Linked DNA regions of Mus musculus: all the other regions are linked to region 1. A link is a contact called in public promoter capture Hi-C data. All regions are on one chromosome and are shown on one strand. Each heading gives the region's core, a stretch centred on a gene start, on an enhancer-like site or on the middle of the called end of the contact. The rest is flanking DNA. Distances are from core to core; before and after follow the strand shown.

Region 1 (3,817 bases), core at 1,095-3,594:
TTGGTACCCACATACATAAATAAGGCATAATCAATTAATTTCTAAAACTTTTTATTGGTTCTTTGTGAATTTCACATCAGCACCCCAATCCCCGGTTATCTCCCCCCCACCTCCTCCCCTACCATACCTGCCCTATATCCTTGCAACCTCCCTTACAACAGAGAACAAAAAATCTCATTATGGAAGTTGCAGTATGTCAGTGCTCCCCCACGGAATACCCTTTAGTCCACACGTCTTTGCTTGAAAATGTTCACTGCAAGGACTCTTTGGTTTGGTACGAGGCCTCTGGCTTCTGCTACACCATCAACACTGGAACCTCACTGGGACCCTCGTTGGATATCCTGTTTTGCCCTGTGTCGTGGAGATCCTATAGTTTTGGATCTGTAGGACTGCCCCTTCACACACGTCAGCACTATATCGTATGGTAGATACTGGGGTAGGCAAACTCAAAGACCTGCATCTGGGCTTGAAAGTTATCTAAGTTGGTCAACCTGCCGGATCTCCTGTACCCACACCATCAGGACGAGCTTTCCTACCTGCCCAGGCTAGCCCATCCAATGCTGCAGCCAGCAAGGGGCAGAGCAGGCTCTCCCACTCCCATGCCATCAAAGTCAATTCTACTGTGCTGCCCAGGCAAGGTTCAGGGCCCACTCTCTTGAGTGCTACAGTAGGCAAGGGGCTAGGCTAGCTGTCCTGCTCTCCTGTCCTGGAACTGGCTCAGCCACAGCCTCCACAACCAAAGCAAGCTCTACCTTACTTTCCAGGTGAGGTGCAGGGCCCACTAACCTGATTGTTGCAGTCAGTGGGGAACAGGGACAATTATTTCACTTTCATGACCCTGGAGCCAGATCTCCTGCCTGCCATAGGTGGTAAGGAACGAGAGAATGGGGAGGAGCGCATCTCTCCTTCATCTGCGCCACGAAGAAGACAAGACCCAAAGCCGGCTCTCCCATACTCACACCCTCAGGACCACAACCCCCACGTCTACGGGCAGTTCTACTGTGCTGTGGAGACAAGGTGCAGGACCTGCTCACCCGAGTGCTGTCAGAGACAGCTCCCCAGCTCTCATGACCAGCTCTCCCATCTGCCGTGGGTGATGAGAGGTTCTTCCCTCGCTGCCACCACCACACAGCAGACAAGAGGTAGGGCTGAATCACGCATGCTTTTTACCCTTGGGGTTGATTTAGCTGCAATCCCCACATCCAAGACCAGCCCTACTGTGAGGCCCAGGCAAGGTGCACGGCCTGCTTTCCTGAGTACTACCCCTAGGTAAGGGTAGGATCTGCTCTCACAGCCCCAGGGCCAGCTCTTTCAGGATGCCCAGGTAAAGGGTGGGGCCAGTTCTACCCAGCCCTCAGACATCAGCATGGCCCCAGAAAGCAGCCCAAACCAGGGATGTCTGTCTGCCTAGCCTTTGATAGTAACAGACCCCTGCTGTTTTAGGGTCACAGACCCAGACATGGCCCCAGGTGATAGCTCAGGCCAGTACCCCAGCTACTTGCCCTCTAGTCTTCAGTTGTACCTCTCTTCATTGTGCCCACATCCTTCTGTTTCTCTTTCTCTTCCATTTCTCCACCACTTACTTGCTTCTTTTAGTGGTAAACAGAGTCTCTGAGTGTGTGGGTTCATTTTAGGAGTAGTCTCGGGAGTGCTATGTACTACCCATACATTACGACACTGGTCAGGGGTCATCTCAGGCATTGTCTGCCCCTAGGCCTGTGCTGCAATTGACTAGTGCTCATCTCAAGCTAGATCCGTGTTCAGGCTCCATGGAGCTGGACTGGTGATCACAATGCCCAGGCCTTCCTGAGTGGCCCTATGTAAGGGTCAGCTGTCTTGGGCTCACTCCTTCCCCAACCCCGCTCCCACCCCTGAACCCGTGGTCCGAGGTAGGGTTCTTATGGTCTCTGGCTTACTCCCTACTCTGGGAGCTCATCCAGGCCTCCAAGGCACCAGACTCATGGTTGTCTCGGACTTTCTTTTTTCCAGGTGTGCTAGGCTACTAATCATTCATGAGTTCACAGGTCAGAACACTGAGCATAGTCACAGCATCTCTCCTCTCTGCCACCAACTAACGCAGGTGTGACACAGAAGCCACACTTGCAACATCTCTAAGAGCAGATTAATCAATCAATTAATTAAACTATTCAATCAAGAGCAACATATGAATAAATACACTCCCTAGTTTTTGGAAATCTATGAAAACTGTTAAACTTTCCTTTGGTTGTTCTGTGTTCCAAAGTGGGAGGAGAAAGAGGATAAAAGAAATAAGGACTCTCCCTTTAAGATTGGCTCCTCCCTCCTTCTAGAGCCTTTCCAGTCTTAAGAGTGAGATGATTCTCTCCCTCCGTGGTCATCCACTTTCTACAGAGAACACGTCTATGAAATAGTATCAGGAGACACACGGAGCCATCAAAATCATCAAGCTTTGGAATGGGTGGACACAGAATGGTTCTTCTTGGAGGTGCTGGATCTCCTGGTAAAAGTGTCTTATTGATATCTATCCTTTAATTTGAGTTGAGAGATGTTCTGACAGTGAATGGATGTGATTGGCATAGGAGAGCGAGGAATAGCAAGGGGCATCTGGGTCCTATGAAAGTGCTTTTCATCAACCATAGACCCCAAACTGAAATCGTAAAGTAGGAAGCAATGCTTTTATTCATTTTATAAAATTGTTGAGGTGAAATCAAGTCAGGACCTGAAGTAAGCAAAACTGTCCTGGGTGTGAAACATGGGCTGTTAGGAAAGACAAAGTGTAGGGGTCAATGCTGATTAAAAGTTGATTTCCAATAGGAAATGTGGAAAACCAACTCAGTGCAAAATTCTGCTTCATGATGTTTATGGGCTGGCTAAACTCATTCTTCAGTTTCGCATGAGTGCTGAGTTGTGGTCACTGTGGAGCTCAGAGCTATATGGCACTTTTTTATGCTGTATGGGGGATGGTGATAAGATTAACATTTGGGTGTTTGAGGATGTAAAGTAGACTATTTGTCACACAACTGAGAATGCAGGTCCTGTTGGTGGAACAGTCATGATGTAAGAAATACCAGCCATTCTTTCATGAAGTTGTTAGGAAACTTTGTGGACCAGATAGACATGCGGGTGGGGGTGTGTTTAATTGATGCCAAGAAAGTAGAGGGACAGAGAGAGAGCTCAGAAAGCTGTCCTATAATGTACAGAGAACATGCTCGGTCACTAGTTTGGTTGATGTCTCTTTCAAGAGCTCAGGCTTAAGAAGCTGCCTTTAAAGTTTGCCTCCATGCCCAGCGTTTTCACAAATCCTCACTCCTGGGCTGCACGTAAACAATAAACAGTTGTATTTCTGAAGTTGTTCTACCAGCCCTGTCGTTCTCGATCGGAATCTTTCCCACTTGCCAAAGGAAGGGTCTTTCTTTGTCTTGGTTTAGTCTTTGTCAGATCCCAAACTCAGGACCTTCTCTTCTCCAAAATCTCTTGTTAGTAAATTTCACTCCTGCCCCTTGTTTCACAGGTTGTAAAAGGTTTGTCCATCTAGGTTTCTTTGTTGTGGCTGTGAGCTCACTTCTCAGTGCCTCTGCTGTCACTAACGCTCCTGGTGAGTATTTTGATCAACTTACTTATTGCCTTGGCCTGCTCTGATATGAATTGTCAAACAAAATCACAATTCTCCTGTATGGCAAATAACATCTAAAAATCCATCCTCTGCAGAGCTGAAGAACTAAATATCAGAACTATACAATTATATTCTAACCAGACCCAAAATGATGAGCATGGTCTTCCCTCATATAAAACAACACCATGTTACATAAAGACTAAAAGCAGTACATAGAAGACTAAA
Region 2 (4,243 bases), core at 301-2,800, 970 kb before region 1:
GGAGCTTATATAAAAGATTAAGCAATTGTTCATCAAAGATATGTTGCTAATTAATATTCATACATTCAAGCATTTTGTAAACAGGCAGAGTGTGGAAATCACTATTTGGTCAATGGAGACTCTCTATTATTCAGTAATTTCTCAAAAGCAATGCATATCTATTACCTGATTATGATTTATAAATACATGGAGTCACAATATCATGAAATCACATGAACTGTTTAAAAACTTTTTATTATATAAATAATCTATTTGTGCAATTTTGCATAAGAAATATTACAAGAGTTAAAGCCACCCTTTTCCATTTTTCAACAATTTCAATAAATGTAATTCTCTGGAGGGGAGCCTCATTGTAAGCCTTGTGTTAATTCTTTGCTCTGTCATAAATATCAATTTTCATTCTTAAATTATACATTGTTAAAATTGTCAGTTTTTAGTTATATATAAATATGGTATTCTTTATATTTACTCTGGATTATTGCATTTATTAAGCTTCCTTTAGGAGTCTACACAAGTAGTGGCATAATTTAGCTATATTCAGTCTTTTCCAAGAATGAATATTAAATCTTTCTATGTCAAATTATGTTAATCTTCATGACATAATTTGGGACTTTTATCATTTTCTATTGGAAGTGAAGTTTCTCCTATTTCTGTATTAGTTTACTGATATATATGCATATAGATTATCTAGAACTTCATTTTATAATAATTATTTTAGCAAAAGATATTCATTTGTTAGGACCTACTAAATTACTTTCTAAATTATATTTGAATAACTGGGGCCTCAACTCTAGTACCTATCTAAAAGATGCAATCTGTACAAATTACTTAGCCTTTGTCACACTTAAATTTTATCACATTGAAATTATGAAATGATTTCTCCTTTTATTTTAAGTTACACTGACATGGTGAATAATCAGACTATAGTTTGTACTTTTTGGGAAATCCTATGGTTCAACAATGATAAAAAATAGTTTAGTTTTTTTTTTCATTTCATCTAGAATTTTCTGGGCTTCGTCAATATCAAGAGAAATGTTTCTTTTACCTTGGCTGTTCTCTGGCTTCATCCTCAAACATTTTGTTGTCTTTGGTCTCTATCAGCTACACCACAGATTGCAACAATAAACAGTATTCAATGCTTAACGTCTCTTAAATTTTATTTATATTTTATTTGAGAGTATATGATTGTCTCCATGTATAACTTTAGCATCCAATTCTGTTAATACACTTCTATATTGATTCCTAATAAAAAGCATTTGGAAAAACATGACCTGGTGTTTCCAGAAGTCAGTTTCTAACTTTGAGGGAAGCCTTTTGAATTTCAGTTGGAGATCAAGTACAGAACAGTTGTGCTCTGTATTTCCATTGCTCCTTAGCCCTGGATTAAAGACAGGGGCCACTGCATCTTTTCTCTTTATAAAACATCTTCATATAAGTACATCCTCCATATTGAACAAATCTCACTTTCCCTTCTCTCCAGTCCTGTAGTTCTCCATGCCAGAATTTCTCCACTTTCACCATGTAGGTCCTACAAATACAAATTATAATTGCTTCCTCTTTCAGCAGATGGGGACAAACACAGAGACCCACAGCCATACATTACACAGAATGAGAGACCTTGGAGCAATCCGTCATACATGAAATGTCTTCATCAAATCCCTCTTGTCAGAGCTCAGAAGACACTTCAGAATAGGAGGCAGAAAGAATTTAAGAGCCAGAGGGGATAGAAAACAGCAAGGAAACATGGCCCTCTAAATCAAATGAGCAAAGCTCATATGATCCCACAGAGTCTTAAGCAGCATGCACAGGGCTTGCATGAGTTAAAACCTCATCCTCTATGTATATACATGGTTTCTAGTTTAATGCTTTTCGGTATTCATGAGTATGCAAACTTGGTCTCTGATTCTTTTGCCTTCTCTTGGGCTCTTTCTCCTGTTGGTTTGTCTTATTGAACTTTGAGTTTTATTTTATTTTGTTATATTTTACTATAAAAATTAAAGCAAAAGGATAATTATGCAAGTGTGAAGATTAAAAATGTAAAAATTAAAGCCAAGAATAACCAAGGAGGTAAACAACCAGCCAGCCTTATGTTCATAGTAGGAATGTTTAAAACTACCCACAACATTTTAGTATCTTATGGAACAAGCAGTTCTGATGGGAAGGTGTAGTTTCTGGCTGCAGTGTCCTAGAGAATGTAAACAAATAGATGTCAGTGTGTTGCTGCTCAATCACCAGCAGGTGTCAGGCCTTCCTCAGGTTTGCCCAGCCCTCCCATGGATTGTTTCTTTTAGAAAATTTCCACCCATTATTGTTCTGAGTGTGCTGAAGTCATCAGTTGGCCACCTTACTGGGTTCCCCCCTCCCCTTTATTGGATATTTTCTTTTTCTACATTTCAAATGTTATCCCCCTTCTAGATTTCCCCTCCAGAATACACCTATCCTATCCTCCCCACCTTGTCCTGCCTCTATGAGGGTGCTCTTGCACCCACCCACCTACTCACTTCCACCTTCCTGCCCTGGTTTTTCCCTTCACTGGGTCATTAAAACCCCTCAGGATCAAGGGCCTCTCCTCCCACTGATGTCCTATAAGGCTATCCTTTGCCACATATGCAGCTGGAGCCATGGGTCCCTCCATGTGTAGTCTTTGTTTGGTGGTCCAGTCTCCAGGAGCTTGGTGGGGGTATGGCCTGTTGACCATGCATTGGGTTGAAATCCTGTCAGGTCCTTCAGTTTCTTCTCCAACTCCTCCATTTGGGACCTGGCGTTCAATTCAATGGTTGGCTGTGAGCAACCACCTCTGTATTTGTCAGGATCTGGCAGAGCCTCTAAGAAGACAGCCATATCAGGCTCCTGTCAGTAAGCATTTCTTGGCATCCAAAATATTGTCCAGGTTTGGGAATTGTATATGGGTTAGAACCCCAGGTGGGGCAGTCTCCGGATGGCCTTACCTTCAATCTCTGCTCCACACTTTGTCGGTATAATTCACCCTGTGTGCATTTTCTTCCCCTTTCTAATAAGCACCGAAGGATCCACACTTTGGTCTTCTTTACTCTTGAGTTTCATATTGTCTGTGAATTTTGTCTTGGGTATCACGAACTTTGGGGCTAATAACCACTTATCAGTGTGTACATATCATGTGTGTTCTTTTGTGACTGGGTTACCTCACTCAGGATATTTTCAAGTTCCATCCATTTGCCTGTGAATTTCATGAAGTCATTGTTTTAAATAACAGAATATTGTTCCACTGTGTAAATGCACCACATTTTCTGTGTCCATTTCTCTGTTGAGGGACATCTGTATTCTTTCCAGCTTCTGGCTATTATAAATATGGCTTCTATGAAGCATTATTTCCAGTTTTAATGAGTATAGACTCTTGTAATAGGATCTGATGATCTTCTGAATTTCCTCAGTTTCTGTTGTTATATCTTCCTTTTGATTTCTGATTTTATTGATCTGTTTTCTGTCTCTGTGTCCTCTAGTACATTTTGCTAAGGGCTTATCTATCTTGTTGATTTTTCTCATAGAACCAGCTCCTGGTTTGTTTGGTTCTTTGTAGTAATTTTTAAATGTTTAGAAAACCTAAAATAAAAGTATGATGTAAAGAAAAAAAAAAAAAACAGGCCAGGACTGGCACACACGTGCAATCCTAGCACTTGGGAGGCAGAGTTAGGCAGATTTCTGAGTTAAAGTCCAGCCTGTTATTCAGAGTGAGTTCCAGGACAACCATGGCTACACAGAGAAACCCTGTCTTAAAAAAACAAAACAAGACAAAACAAACTAACTAATAAACAAAAGATACTAGAAGAAAAACTACAACCCAGTGACTTGAAAAAAACTACAGGAAATAAATGAATCCACACCAACAAAGCCAAGAGAACAAGTGCACACACATGCATGCACCTACACACTAACACATACATCACCACCATCAACATCAATCTAATGATTAATAATCATTACTCATTAATATCTTTTAACATCAATGAACTCATTTTCCCAATAAAAAGACAAAACTTACAGAATGGATGTTAAAACAGAACCCATCATTTTGCTACAAAGAAAAATCATATCTCAGCATCAAAATAAATATTTTTTTCAAGTAAAGGTCTGAGAAGAGATTTTGCAAGGAAACAGACATAAAAAGCAAACTGGTGTAACTGGTCTAATATCGAACAAAGTAGACTTTCAACCAAAATTAATCAAAATTGATGTGTAAGGTCACTTCATATTCCTCAAAGGAAAA
Region 3 (3,903 bases), core at 721-3,220, 1.0 Mb before region 1:
ACTCAGCTGCTAAAAGCAATGTCATGAAATTTGCTGTCAGAGACCATACCGTGAGAAAGCGAGTCCTTCATAATCTCCCACCCTGACAGGCCAAATGGCCTCGTGCTAGGAGCTGATTGTCACTCCCTCCTCCCTGGTCCCTTCCTGGCACCTGTGGCTGTAATAGCTGAATTATAGTCCCCTCTTCCCTATCTCTTCCTGACTCTCATGACTTCTAAGGACATGAGTTATGCCTAAACCCAGCCTCACACCCCAAGGCTGATAAGGAGGATCTATGTTCTGGAGATAAGACGCAGAGTGCCCGCCGCCTGGAGCCTGACTTCGGCCCTCATGTCAGCAGATGCCCACCTCTTTGTTCTTTGTTAAATTTCCCTTCGACCCTTCCCTATTCCCCTCGATGTATGCTTTAAAACCAGGCACCTCAGTCTAATAGACGGAGACCTTGATAGGTAAAAATCTACTTGGTCATCTGCTTCTCTTTTTTCTTCCAATCCCATTTCCTTACAGGTTTGCTGTCTCCCTTGCACCCACGAATAACTGAATCCCGCGGGATGGGATAATTTGCCAGTAAATGGATAGAGATATCATCCTGAGTGAGGTAATTGAGTCCCCGAAAGATGAAGGTAGTATGTAACCACTTAGGTATGGATATTAGCCTTAAAGTAAAGAATAACCATGCTACAATCCACAGACCCAAAGAAATAAGATGAGGATAAGGTGTGATTTTCCTCATGTTCTGAGTAACAAAGCCTCTGTACACACTCTTACCTACAGGTTCTTACCCCCTTAGGAGCTGTGATGAAGTGTATTTTCCATGTGAATGGACTTAATCTGATTTGCAAAACAAGTGACATATATCTTTATACATCTGAATTTCTTATTACAAATATATATATTATATATATTCACATCAAAATACGGTAACAGTTATGCTTGGTGACGCACACCGGTATCTGCAACTAAGAAGATTGAGACAGGAGGTTCACAATTGCAAGGACAACCTGGGCAGCCTATTACATGCCTTTAAAGATTTAAAAAGGCTAAAGATGTGACTCTAAAGTAGAGTATTGCCCAGCATACACCATGCTCTAAGTGCAGTCTCCTAGAATGTCAGCACCAAAAATGAATGAATGAGAGAGAGAGAGAAAGAAAGGGGAAAAAAGAAAATTTGCTTAACACATTGGACCTCATTCATGCACAAGAGACATTTTTAAAAGCAATAAGTATCCCATGATTTGCTTTCTCTGTAGTAAATAATTCTGAAATCACACCAGTACTTGAAAAAAAACTGTGTGAAGTAAGTGTTTAGACTTAATTTTCACGATGTGTATTATTTCTATTCATAAGCATATACAATGTAAGATGTTAAAAAATACACATGTTAATAATTTGCCCTATATAGTAATCAAACATAATTTTTTCTAATGAGAGATTTTGTCTTGGACATACAGAAATATGTTAGAATTACATTTATGCTAAAAGATTATGAGTCCCGCCCTGCTCCCCCACTGAACCCTTTGATGTCATCTTTCAGATGACGCTTCATGACTTCATTATGTTTCCACTGGTTAGTCTCTCTTTACCTTGGGACCTTGAGAAGTCTCAGTTCACTGAGTGTAAACACCCCACAGGTGTTTGAGAGGACTTCACACTTTTCTTAATTGTGTGTTTTCCTGCCAACAATCAGGATTACTAGGTGCCAGGTTCCTGAGCCCTTGGAGACTCACAGTGACTCTGTGAAGGGGACATAATCTAGGGCTATGTAGGTGCAAAGCAGATTGTACTCCAGGGAACTGAGGAAGTGTTTGGATACTGGTGGGCCTGTATCAGGACAAAACAATGCTTTATAAACTTGATCAACACTGACCAGACAGCCACATGTTTTATCAGTTTGTTGATGTGTTATTGGGATCCATGACTCTCAACTGAACAGATTTCCGGGTTTTATCCATTTTTTTATCAACGTAAATATGAGATTACTCATTGCCTTCTCTCTCTGGATTATTCTCATTGTGTTCCAGGAACAAATGTCTTGTTTCTCCTTAAGTATACCTGCTTCTCCTGGCTACTATCAAGATGGGGATTTTGTGATTGGAGGACTCTTCTCCCTTAGAGTGATGATTAGACGCTTCATAAGTAAATTTAGCTTTAAAGATGCATTCTATTTATCAGAATTTCTTTATGCGTAAGTGTTTGGCTTCTCTCATTTAAAAATATTTCTTCAGGATTTCATACATATATATAATATATGTTGATCAAACCCTCCTCTACTGCTTCCCCCCACCCCAATGTCCACTGTCTCCTGTCTCAAGTTCATGCTCTCTCTGCCTCTCTCGCTCTCTCACACTCTCTCTCTCTCAACTTTATCTATTCTGTCTCCATCTCACTTTTTAATCTACTGAGTTCATTTAGGCATGCCAGTACTGCAGGAGTATAGGACATCATCTAGAGTGTAGGCAAACGAAACTTCCTGGAAGGAAACTGACTCTCTCTTCCCCAGTAGCCACCAAATACCAAGAGCTAATCAGCCATGACTTTCTCTCTGTGTGTCTCCTTCTACTCATGCGGAATCTCTTAAATATGTAAGAAGGTGTTGAAAGCACTTTGAAGTAAAAATTTTTTCTTGGTAGATATTTAGTGTATTGTACTGAAAACATGTTATTTTTCCTATTTAAATTGACATGACACTATTTTTTAAAATTGCTATGTTTGATCAAGCACTGTGTATTTTCCTGAGGTTTATTCTACTTTCGAAGACCACAAGAAATACTAAGTTTAAATGTTTGCTTTTCTCCTCCATTTCAATTTCTCAGACACGAATTGCACAGTAAAATGTGAAAATTGTATATTCAAAAGTATGTGTTGGTGCAAACCTTTAATCCCACAACCTGAGAAGCAGAGGCAGATGAATCTCTATGAGACTGTGGTTAACCTAGTCTACATAGTGAGTTTCAGTCCAGCCTGGGCTGAATAGTGAGACACTGTCTCAAAAAAATTCAAAAGCAAAAATTGTGCTATGAATCTTCATTTTAACACTAATTCTTCTACATTTTTAATATAGAATATCCTGTTTATTTCTTGGATTATTGTGTATATTCTTTATATGACTTAGATTATTAAAAATAAAAATCCAGAGTTTAAGAGGGAGCATGAGAAGAGCTACAAGGAGAAAAGAAAGGAAGGTAACTCATGTAATTATATTTTAATTAAAAATTAATATTAAAAAGAACACAAAAATTATCTTTATAATATTTCATCATAGGCATCTTACCAAACATTATCAACATATATTGGCAATGGTTTTTGCTACAGAAAAAATCAACAAGGACCCAAATATTCTGTTCAATATGTCCCTGGGATTCTATCTCTTCAATGTTGACTATCTTGAGATGAAGGCCATGGAAAGTTCTATGGCTTTGATCTCAGGAGAGAGCCCCCCAATTCCTAACTACAGCTGCAGGCCTGAGAAGACTGATAAGCTGGTTGCAGTGATAGGAGGCATTTCAACAGGAATATCAACTCAGATCTCCCGAGTTCTAAGTCTCTACAACATCCCACAGGTATGCAAAGAATCATGGTTCCTTGGGTTAAACATAGTAACATAGTAATAAATGCTAGTTAATTCAGTTATTGTTTGTTGATGAGGTATGGAACTACTTAAAAATTTACTATTTAGTTATCATTTTAACTATAAAGTATAATCTATTCATAAGATGAAATCATGTGTGTATAACAAATTTAATTTAAAAACCTTTAAATTTGAAAACTAAAGATAAAGTAATGACAACCTGTATTCTTTTTTTTTATTAGATATTTTCTTTATTTGCATTTCAAATGTTATCCTGAAAGTTCCCTGTACCCTCCCCCCGCCTTGCTCCCGTACCCACCACTTCTTGGCCCTGG

The links. Promoter capture Hi-C pulls out the DNA fragments that hold promoters and counts their contacts.
Region 2: a contact with region 1 is called in a promoter capture Hi-C map of the HPC-7 cell line. The contact joins the enhancer-like site here to the promoter of Cd163 in region 1. A contact is called at or near these places in 7 of 39 promoter capture datasets (the HPC-7 cell line, cranial neural crest, embryonic stem cells and 2 more) and 2 of 9 other capture datasets (embryonic stem cells and macrophages).
Region 3: a contact with region 1 is called in a promoter capture Hi-C map of the HPC-7 cell line. The contact joins the promoter of Vmn2r19 here to the promoter of Cd163 in region 1. A contact is called at or near these places in 7 of 39 promoter capture datasets (the HPC-7 cell line, cranial neural crest, embryonic stem cells and 3 more) and 1 of 9 other capture datasets (liver).

What each region holds. Positions count from the first base shown.
Region 1 is chr6:124,302,307-124,306,123 of GRCm38.p6, forward strand. It overlaps Cd163 (CD163 antigen), which reads left to right and starts at 2,345. Exons shown (of 17, transcript NM_053094.2): 1 at 2,345-2,479; 2 at 3,491-3,574. The coding sequence starts at 2,434. It overlaps Gm25311 (a small nucleolar RNA gene), which reads right to left and starts at 2,122; the gene lies at 1,991-2,122.
Region 2 is chr6:123,338,056-123,342,298 of GRCm38.p6, forward strand. No RefSeq gene overlaps it. Among named protein-coding and RNA genes, the nearest start is that of Vmn2r19, 32 kb to the left of the region's middle. Within about 2 kb of position 1,551, at least 3 of the 459 cell types and tissues checked have an H3K27ac peak or open chromatin away from gene starts, as enhancers often do. A contact at or near this core is called in the HPC-7 cell line, where this site is marked.
Region 3 is chr6:123,306,363-123,310,265 of GRCm38.p6, forward strand. Vmn2r19 (vomeronasal 2, receptor 19) reads left to right here and starts at 1,971. Exons shown (of 6, transcript NM_001104632.1): 1 at 1,971-2,185; 2 at 3,263-3,560. The coding sequence starts at 1,971.